Linked DNA regions of Zea mays: regions 1 and 3 are each linked to region 2. Evidence: chromatin contacts called from public Hi-C data. All regions are on one chromosome and are shown on one strand. The core of a region is the stretch at or near the end of the contact, and the rest is flanking DNA. Distances in the headings are between cores, read along the strand shown. Region 1 holds the start of LOC103640847 (aspartyl protease AED1). Region 2 holds the start of LOC100192481. Region 3 holds the start of LOC100191530.

What was found. A called contact is a pair of places that touch in the nucleus more often than the background predicts.
Region 1: a Hi-C map of ear shows a contact between it and region 2, with 3 times the contacts expected there. The contact joins the promoter of LOC103640847 here to the promoter of LOC100192481 in region 2. A contact is called at or near these places in 2 of 25 Hi-C or Micro-C datasets (ear and leaf).
Region 3: a contact with region 2 is called in a Hi-C map of leaf, with 10 times the contacts expected there. The contact joins the promoter of LOC100191530 here to the promoter of LOC100192481 in region 2. A contact is called at or near these places in 10 of 25 Hi-C or Micro-C datasets (bundle sheath, ear, leaf and 3 more) and 1 of 3 datasets of contacts at active chromatin or transcription factors (leaf).

The regions. Positions count from the first base shown.
Region 1 is chr1:183,445,803-183,449,360 of Zm-B73-REFERENCE-NAM-5.0, reverse strand. LOC103640847 (aspartyl protease AED1) reads right to left here and starts at 1,406. Exons shown (of 2, transcript XM_008664312.4): 1 at 1,156-1,406; 2 at 1-646. The coding sequence starts at 1,360.
Region 2 is chr1:183,672,768-183,675,998 of Zm-B73-REFERENCE-NAM-5.0, reverse strand. LOC100192481 reads right to left here and starts at 1,800. Exons shown (of 5, transcript NM_001137701.1): 1 at 1,727-1,800; 2 at 1-573. The coding sequence starts at 461.
Region 3 is chr1:183,425,224-183,428,682 of Zm-B73-REFERENCE-NAM-5.0, reverse strand. LOC100191530 reads left to right here and starts at 1,870. Exons shown (of 7, transcript NM_001136961.2): 1 at 1,870-2,068; 2 at 2,417-2,494; 3 at 2,593-2,760; 4 at 3,362-3,410. The coding sequence starts at 2,024.

The DNA of each region.
Region 1 (3,558 bases), core at 157-2,656, 230 kb after region 2:
GCGGAACCAGCCAGCCGCGACGGTAGCGAGTTCCGGTCGCGGCTGAGGTCGAGGGTCCCGACCTCTGGCATACCATCAGAAGCGCCTGCGTCCAGGCAGACGAAGGTGAAGTCTTGGACGGCCACGGACGGCGCCACCGTGAGCACGTCCTGAGAGAAAGTGCCCTCGACGAAGAAGAGGTTGAACGGACAGACGGAGCCAGCGGAGCAGTTGGCCGTCGAAGGACAGTCCGGCGAGTCGCAGGGGACGTGGGTGAACGTCGTGGACTGCGATGTGTCGAACGCCGGGTCACAGCTGGTGGAACCTGGGGCGCACGGCTTGCACAAGACCAGGGACACGCCGAAGATGGTGTCCAGGAACATCGGGAACTGCTGCTCCGGCGTGCCATAGCCGACGTTCACGGTGTAGTCCAGTGCGCCCGCGTCCGGTGAGCCGTCTATGGGGATTATGGTGGCTGCCGGCGCCGGGGCCGGGGCCAGGGCCGACGCAAGAGAAGCCACCACGGACGACGATTGTGAGGCGAAGCGGCGCCGGATGCGGGAGGTGTCACGACGCAAGACATCTGCCGCCGTTAGGGACGGCAGCCCGTGCAACGGCGAGCATGGGCTCTGCCGGTGCACTATAGGTAGCTTGTTGTTGCCTAGGCCTGTAAATAGAAGTTCGAAATATGTAAGGGGTCGGTTACTTAGGATTGAGGCCTGAAACTATTCCATCTAATCGTACCAATGCTGACATAAATAAACCTATCGTTTCAGCTGAAACAATTCCAAAGGGAACTATTCTAAAGTAAACGAATAGGCCCTAAGTGTATATCTAACGGCTTGTTTAGGAGAAGGGGATTGATGTGGCTAAAATCTCCTTTATATTTAATTTCAATGTTAAATAGAAAGATGATTTTAATTGGGCGCCCTAATTCTCTCTAATCCTTGCTCCTAAAGATGCCATAGGAGTCCTTTTTAAACTCACTATCTAAACCAAATTATTACATGGGGAGAGCTACTAGAATATAAGTGAATATCCACATCATCGTACTGATAAAAATCATATATCCACTAGCATGCTAAATGTAAGTACATCAACACGGGACATTAATATTATATTCTTCAATTTTAATATAAATATATATATACGATTATCTCTCTATATATAATATACCAGTTGCGATGGACGAGCAGGTGGTTGCAGTAGGCGTCGCGGAAGCCGCCTTCTTTGAGTTGCCAGATGACTTGCTTCTTGTCTTGAAAAAGGTTTGGCTGGACCCTACCTTGTAGCTTGCATGGGAGGACGAGGCGCCATGCTGAGCAGGAAGCAGAAGGAGCATGCACAAGAAGAGAAGCGAAGCAATGGAGGAAGGAGCCATTATACTGTATTACTGTGGTATACTGCTAGCTAGTGTGTGGCTACGTACGTACACGATGGTGTAGCTAGGTGTATATATAGAGAGAAAGAGAGAGAGAGAGAGAGGGACAAGGACGCGTTACGAAACATCTCACGTCACACATACGTACGTCGCGGAAATCACGACGCAGCGAAAATTGTAACCTAGGATAGCACGCAAAATACTGTCATTGGAACTCACGACTTGCTGTGGCGACATGCATGCTCCCCGCAATGCAATGCAATTGCAAAGGCACAGCATTATTGGGAGTCACGACTTGCTGGCATGCTGTTAGCTTCCTTGAATGGCAGATCAGCTATGATCGAGCAAGACAATGTCAAACGTGTCCATACTGATCGCTATATGCTATATATGCAATTATGCATTACACGAATGCATTGCACGATTAGAGCCTGTTTGGCAACAATGTTACTCAAAATCATGGGTTTTTACATTACTATATATTTTACAATTGTCATGTCAATACGGTAGTTTTAACCATCTTAAAAGGTATCACGGTTTTTGAGAAGCATTATTTGGATATAATAATTGTAACACCGAATTTTATAGAAATAAAGAACTCCTTTTAATTATGTGACTATGTGAATTTCTTGTTTATTTAACACTTATAAATCAATTTCTTGTTTATTTAACACTTATAAATCATTGTGTAGATGATTAAAATTATTAAATAACAAATAAATAAATATAATTGTTGATGCATTATGATAAACTTTAGTTGTGCATTTGATTTGAGGTTTAAAATTTGAATTTGAAAATTTTGAAACTAAAAATAAAAGAAAATGGAAACAATGGGCCATCTCCCTTCCCTCAACGGGCCTCATTTTTTCCAACCATCGCTCACTCCTCCCTAGCCGCGTGGGTTGCCACTCGGTCCACTTCCACCGCACCGTGTGGCCCAGCGTCGCCACTTTACGTTTGGTCACTACCAGGTAGGGCTAGACCAAATGTTCGTGGTCCGTTGACTCATTCGGTTCGTGGCTAGCTTGGATCAGTTTGGATCGACTCGTTTTAATTTTTCAAGAGCTGAGGTTTAACGAGCCAACTCGCGAGTTAAACAAGCTATCACATGTGTGGTGTCTATAGCCTATAAGTTAAATTGATGAGTGATGAATTGTTTTCATGTGTTAAATTGGTATGTGCTACTATGACTGTAGGTTAAACTGATGAGTATTTGAGTGAATTGTGAATTGATGATGTATTAATGAGTGATGAATTATGTTAATTTTGTGTTGTATTGATGTGGTCTATGAAACTATAAATATAACTACTATTTTCTATTGTTAAATTAGTTTGAAATTAACTAGAAATTATATATATATAGTTTATATATCTAAAGCCCTGATTTCCAATAACTAGAGAAAGCCCTGACCCAATGGTGCCATCCGGTTCAGCCGCACCAGGTCCGGACGTCTATAAAGCACCCAAGGTTGTAAAGGATTAGATTTTTAGCAGCGGCGGTGATTCCACCGAGTGTGCGAGCGACGCCAGTTCCCCGGGGCCAGCGAGTGACGATGACCCCCGAGGGATAGCGATGGCGGGTCCCTAAGGCAGACGTGGGGGAGCGACGGTAGGCCCCCGAGGCGGGTGAGCGACGGCGGGCCCCGAGGCGGGCAAGAGACGGCGACCCCGTCAAGCGAGTGGCGACGGCGACCCAAAAGGTGTGGCCGTCTCCGGCGGTGATTACCACGCTATAGGCACGAGTGGCTCCAGCGACGATGGCGGTCACATGAGGCACGGGCTACGAGGGTTGTTGGTCTCATAGTGGTTTGGGCATCCTTCGGTGATCAACTCCTCCGATCTGGTGCCCTCGGCGGCGTCCTCTGGCGATGACCTCCGCCAAATCTTTATTTATGCATGTGACTATTGTTGAGACCATACTAGACTTTTTCATTAATTATGATGTATAGTATAGATATTTATTCAACTTTCTATAATAAGTTATGCTTTGCACGATATCATCCATCCGATTTTTACGTGTATGGTGTGGAACAAAAATGTTATTTAAAATTTGTGTGCATCCAATAAAAACTCCTACGACCTGTCAAAATTTCCCCGGTGAAAGAGAAAAAGGGTCAAACCTTTTCCTAAATAATTTTGGTGGTTGAATTGCCCAACACAAATATTTGGACTAACTAGTTTGCTCTAGATTATAGATT
Region 2 (3,231 bases), core at 551-3,050:
AGAGACAAGGAGCCTTGGCCGCCCTGCGCCGGCGGGCCGTGGCTGCCCAGAACGCCGAAATCGAGCTGTATGCCATTCGGGGCGTCGTCATGGATGGCATCGGCTGCGCTGCTATGTGATCCTGATCCATCCATCATGCGCATCAGCACCTCGTCCTTCATGCCTCTGGCTAGGCCGAACGAGCGCCGCTGCTGCCCCAGCATGTCGGGCTCGATCTCCCTGGCAGACGAGTCATGGGACATCACCGAAGGATGTCCAGGTTCAGGCATCTCGATGCAGTCCTGCTGGACGCCGCCGAAATCCGTGTACGGCCCGCCAGAAGCCGGGCTGTTCAAGTAGAGCAAGTTCCCCAGAGCCGACGGCAGAGGAGGGTAGGACGCGGTGCCATTGCCGGGGTCTCTGGAGTACATGTTCTGCGACGGCTCCCTTTCACTGCCCTGGCTCGAGTAGTAGGTAGCCATCGTGCAGCTCTGGCCGCTCGGCTGATGATGGCCACCACGATCGAACCGCCTTGGAGACTGACTGATGAACGAGGTTTCAGCAGCCGACTGAAAGCTTCAGCTTACGGCGTTCCTGAAATCGAGTCACAAGAAATCCAAGATCGATTATAAGTTCTCTCTTCTCTGCAGCAGTATAAATGACACGCCGATTTAGTACCCAAAAAAAAACAGAAACTTTGTTCGCAAAAAACGGTTTAGTACGAAACAAAATTCGATCTGCTATACCAAGACAAACAATCACACGCCTCAAGAAACCAAAAATCAAATAATTCGAACTAATAAGCCCTTTTTCTGTTCAATCTGGGAGAAGAGATAAAACTGCTTAGCCTCCTCGTCCACGGTCTTGAGGCACACACAACAAAAACAACAAAAAAAATTCTAGTAGAAACTATATATTCACGACGTAAAAGTGGCTGAAAGCAGGAGAGAATTAGGAGGCAAAAAAAAAAAAACACCCGCAGCTTTAATTCAGTTGTGACTGGCACAGTATTTCTACGGATTGCAGCTATACCAATCCGAACAGCTGCAACAACAGATGCGGCTGTATAATACTAGATAACAGAGAAGAAGATGAAAAGACGTAAGATTTCCTTGGTCGAAAAACGCACTTGGGGTGCAGTAATAAGTAATTGCAACACAGCACAAATAGAACCACATAAAAAAAGGGCAGGAGTAAAGGGAACAGAGCTTGGCTTTCTTCCAATGGTAGAAACATCCAAAGAGGAAGGGGGAATTCGGAGAATTCATCCATCCCCAACCCCGAGGGCCCCAACGCTAGAAACAAAGAGAGAATTCGAAGGAACCGGGATACTACGTGGTTCGGCAGCATCATCAGTAACTTTGGTCGTCGGTGCGTACGGCAGAGCGAGGGAAGGAAGAACTTTGGTGAGCGCGTGCGCGTGCCACCACCTCAATCTCAGAAAACCCAACAGCAGCACAAGAAAAAGAAAAAAAAAAGACCAACTGATTCATCGTCCCGCGTCCGTGTCGAAACTGAATTCGGAGCTCAGTCTCTCCATCCAAATTCAGAGAGAAGAAACAGCAGCACCCTACCGACTCTCTGCTAATCGGCTCGGGAAGCGATGAACAGCAAGCGTGAGAAAGCAGAATTCAGACTACTTTTTTTTTTCTTCTCATCGGGCGAACCAGATAGAAGAATTCCGTCTGCTCATGCAGCAGCATGGTGCAGATTGTACTGAGAAAATGGGAGGGGAGGCGAGCTGGACCTGAAGGGTGTGCGTGGCGTGGTACTCTCATGGGGAGGGAGCAGGCGACAGGGATTGCCTCCGCAGCAACAAAGCTGATCCTGGTGAGGCTGAGAGGGTCGAGGGGAGGGGGAAGAAGGAGAAAGATAATAAATCCTCCCAATACGGGGGACAAAACCAGATCCTTCCCCGGATAAAATAACAGCTCCAGAAAGAAAGAAAAAAAAGGAGCTAATCTATAGCTCCCTTTCCTCCTCTTCCTCCTCTCTCTCCTCTGCAGAGCACCAGGCAGGCAAGAGTCTGAGCTCCCTCCCTCTCCTCCTTGACCTCGAGTGATATGGAAAAGGGCTGGGAGGGGACAAGAAGCTGGAGCTGAAGCTGTGCTTGGCTATAGCAGCACCCACTAACAACAGCACCAAATATGGAATAATGCGTGCCTCCTCCCTCCAAAAAAGAAATGATTTTTTGCCCCCACTTTATTAAATTAAATGTATGAATTGGTTGCTGGGCAGGCCAGGGTTAACTAACCCCTCCCTCCCTTCCCTTCGCTACTGTTGGGGCAGCTTGGAGTTTATTTGCTGGTGTAACCACCACAGGAGCAGAGCAGGAGTAGGAGCCGTCTCCTCTCCAGCTACTTGCCGCCGAGTTGTTTCTTTACGACAAAGCCTAGGCATCTGCATCTCTCGCTCGTTTTACATATCGTTCGCTGTCTATATCTATCTACCTTAGCTATAGCGAGCCCTTGTGCTGGCCTGCTATGGCTTCTCTTGTGCAGTAAAAAAAAACTGATTTGTGATGAAGATTGGTTTGTCTCGTGCAGTAAAAACAAGACTGATGAAAAAGCTGGAGATGGATCGCGTTGGAAATCACTGGTGACGACTCCCATCACTCCATCAGTGCCCGCTCCTATAGTGCACCCTGCTGCCCTTTTCCGTTGGTTCTGATGCCAGCTACAGCTGATGGGCGAGATACGCAGAATCATGAGAGAGAGAGAGAGAGATCATCTGAGGACAAAGGCATGGAGGCAGGCGAAGGGGATTTATCACGTGTGACACCCCCAACCCCAAAAACAATTAGTGGCGGGCGGGGGCCATCTCCCCTCCCCTCCCCCTTTCTTCTTCCTTGCAATTGCATTCCCGTCCCCACCACCTCCTCCTCGTTGGGTGGTCCACGAGCTTACGCGGTGGCACGGGTCCACCAACCAGACCAGACCCTCCCCTCATTTCTTTGTGCACCAAATTGCAGAGCTGGCTTATTAGCTAGCCGCACGTACGGCGTTGATGCTTACTAGCTAGTAACCTCTCTTCAAATCAAAGGTTTGCATGCATGGCCTGGGTGCTGACTGTGGTTAGAGACGGACGGACGGACGGATGGATGCCCTTCGTCTCATCATCTAGTCATCGATCTCCCAAGCTAACAACCAGTGGGTGGACCTAATACTATATTTATATAAACAATCCATTCCATCTAGGCTTGCATTGTCTTGGACTTCAAATCCATCCATCCACCCCTCCACTCTACCTGCA
Region 3 (3,459 bases), core at 621-3,120, 250 kb after region 2:
GAGATTCATTGAGAGAAAGTGTGTGCTACATCTTGTGTTCATTTGTGCGTGGAGTTTTGACTCCCATTGAACTTCCTCCAAAGTTTTAGAGGCTTGTAAAGCTAGCAAGAGACACCTAAGAGTGTGGTGATCCTTGCGAGGTCTTAAGTGATCCTTGAGAAGAAGAAGAAGAGCTCGTCGGTCTTAGTGATCGGTGGAGAGAGGGAAAGGATTGAAAGAGACCCGTCCTTAGTGGACTCCTCAACGGGGACTAGGCCTTCGAGGGCCGAACATCGGTAAAATAAATCACTCGTGTCTCTTGTGTTTATTGCTTGTGATTTGTTCGTTCTCTCCCTTTTTTAAGTTCTCTTGCGCTACTCTTCGCTAATATTATTTTGTGTTGCTTCAAGTTAAATTCTCATTTAGAGAAGCAACTCCTTGTAAGAAAGAATTGCACTACTCTTTGCTAATATTATTTTGTGTTGCTTCAAGTTAAATTCTCATTTAGAGAAGCAACTCCTTGTAAGAAAGAACTTGTGTTTATCCTCTTCTTATCTAAGCCCTCTTGCACTATTCTCCACCAACATTTCTAGTAGTATTGCTATTGATTAAATTCCGCACTCTTTAAAAACAATTCTCATTGCAAGCAAAGGACTTAGCTTTTATACTCTGATAATTGTGAATCTTGTTCTAACCACTAATCAAGGGATCTAGTTTGGATTTAGAATTATAATTTGCAGGTTTCGCCTATCCACCCCCTCTAGGTGACTTTCACCCGGGAGGCCTTTTAGACCTTTACGTAGAGGTACTTGGCAGGTGGATCGCTCGGTTTGTGAGCCGTTTTTTAAGGCCTTCATGCCTTCTTTGGGAAACAGGTACCCAACAAGTTTGGTTATAATCATTTACCTAATTGGATTTGTATTTACTTAAACTTAATAAAGTTTGACCAACTTAATTACAAGCTAATGCTTAGCCCTAGACTTTTTCCTTGATAAACATTATATTTTTTTCTACATGATTGCTAAGTACTAACCGTAGATGTCCTCGCTTTTGCTATAATCATTGGTCAGATCACGAACATACATCACCAAAGGACGACTATATGTGTCGTCTCTCATTCAACCGTGCATGTGGAGAAAAGTTATCTTCGTCTAGTTTATTTTTATTTAGTTATTTTTTTACTAATAATTGGCTATAGGAGTCGGATGTGACATTTATATATCAAGCGCTTATAATTCAAATTACCAATATTGATATGATATAATGTTTCGATTAAAATATGTATGCTTAATTAAAATGATAACTTATAAAATTGAGTATAGTGAAGTATCATTGTATTTTTAAAGTGAATTATCAGTGTTATGTTACATTTTCGGATGTAGTTACTTGTTTAAAATAATTATAAAAAAACCACGATCAGTGTTCAAACAGCGATAAAAATCGTAATCCCTCTCAGGGTAAGGACCCACAAGTGGTATTAGTAGGAAAAATTTGGGTACAGAACACGTGACAAAGCAGAAATCATTCTAGAAAGAGCCAGCTGTAGTAGGTTCGTGTGCAAAAGTTGAACATTCACATTCCATTTCTCAGTCTTTGCGTTCCACGTACGTCGTCTTTCTGTTCGCGACGACCATGTCGGCGCAGGCGCAGCCTGGTTGGTCCTGGTCAGTTGGTAGATGGCAATGGCATATTACAGTTACAGAGAGGGGGACCTTTTAATTACAGGAAATTTGGATCCATACCATTAAAAGATCACCACTTTGGATCCATACCATTACTATCTCACTTACATGTGGGTCCACATGAGTCAATGACATGTGGGGTCCATGGTATATTAGCGGATGATAATCAGAGAGGAGGAGGCAACACGGCACGCTAACAAAAACCAGACCACGCGGAACGGCAACAGCAAGCTGCCTCTCTCCCTTGCGCGCGCGTGATTTCATCTTCGTCCGATCCCATCCCACCCCACCCCACCTCACCGGAGCCCCTCTCCCCCTAACTCCTCCGGCAGCTGCTCCGATCCCGAACCGTGATTCGCTCGATGGCGGCAACCGCGGGCGGCAACAAGATCCGCAACGCCAAGCTGGTGAGGAATCATCCACGCCCCCCCGAGCCCTCGAATTCGATCCGTTCACGCCCCGCTCCTCCCGGTTTCGTGTCTGGATTCCAGTCAACTACCAGCCGGAGGAGTCCGTGGCTCGCCCCTCCGCTCTGTTCCCCTGACGGAACGGCGACCTGCGAGTTCCCTCTCGGGGTTTCTTGAGAGAGGGGGCGGGGGATGGACTTCGCAGCGATCGTGTAAAGATCGCATCTTTTCTTTCTTTCCTTTTCCCCTCTTAGCTAGGAACTTTAGGGTTTGTTTCTTTGTACGGCGACCCTGCGGACGCTGACACGCGCTTGCTTCCTCTGCTCGGTTCTATTGTACCCCGCCCAGGTTCTTCTTGGGGACGTGGGCGCCGGCAAGTCCAGCCTGGTCCTCCGGTTTGTGAAAGGCCAGTTCGTCGAGTTCCAGGTGAGATTCTTCGACCCTTCAAACGCGGATTGCCTCTGGGTTCAGCAGGATCGTGATACAGAGTGGGTGCTTGAACGTGCTGTTTCGTTTGGCCGCAGGAATCCACCATCGGCGCGGCTTTCTTCTCGCAGACCCTGGCGGTGAACGACGAGACGGTCAAGTTCGAGATATGGGACACGGCGGGGCAGGAGCGGTACCACAGCTTGGCTCCCATGTATTACCGGGGCGCTGCGGCTGCCATAGTTGTCTACGACATCACGAACGCGGTCAGTACAACGACTTGAATCAGTACCGGTTAATACACACATTGTAGTTCTCTGCCTCATTGTTGAGTCCAGAACTGAAATGCGTCAATACTACTGAAATGAAATAATAACTGGAAGCAGTGTTCTGCATCCTTCTTTGTGTGCCACGATTGCTTAGCTTCGCATCCAACTTTGATTTTACAGCGTATAGCGATCAAACTGTTAATTGACTCTGCTCTGAGCTGTGCAAAGATGCAATGTTATAGGTTTCCCAACTTCATGTATTGTACCCTTCGAGGGTGCGTTTTGTACTGAATAAGTCGGCATAAATGAATCAGTATGATGTTGTAAACCTAGAGCAACTGGATGTTTGCACCTTTTTCTGTCTGCATTTCAAGAGCAACCTAAATCAGAACAAAATTCCATAACTTTCGATGCTACCAAGCCATTAACCTTGACTTGTCTTATGTATCAAGCAACCTTAAATTTATTCTGATTTTCTCCATGAAAAAATTTAATCTAATCTTTTTTTCTGCTTTTAATCTTGAGGCATACTAAATTACTAATATTGTGGTGTGCACATATGAATAGCAGTACTCATTATTAATTTTATGCATTATAGGCCTCTTTTACGCGTGCGAAGAAATGGGTTCAAGAACTTCAAGCACAAGGTAACATAGTTCTACTTTGCATTTTTTACCTCAGTGCTCTACATATTAG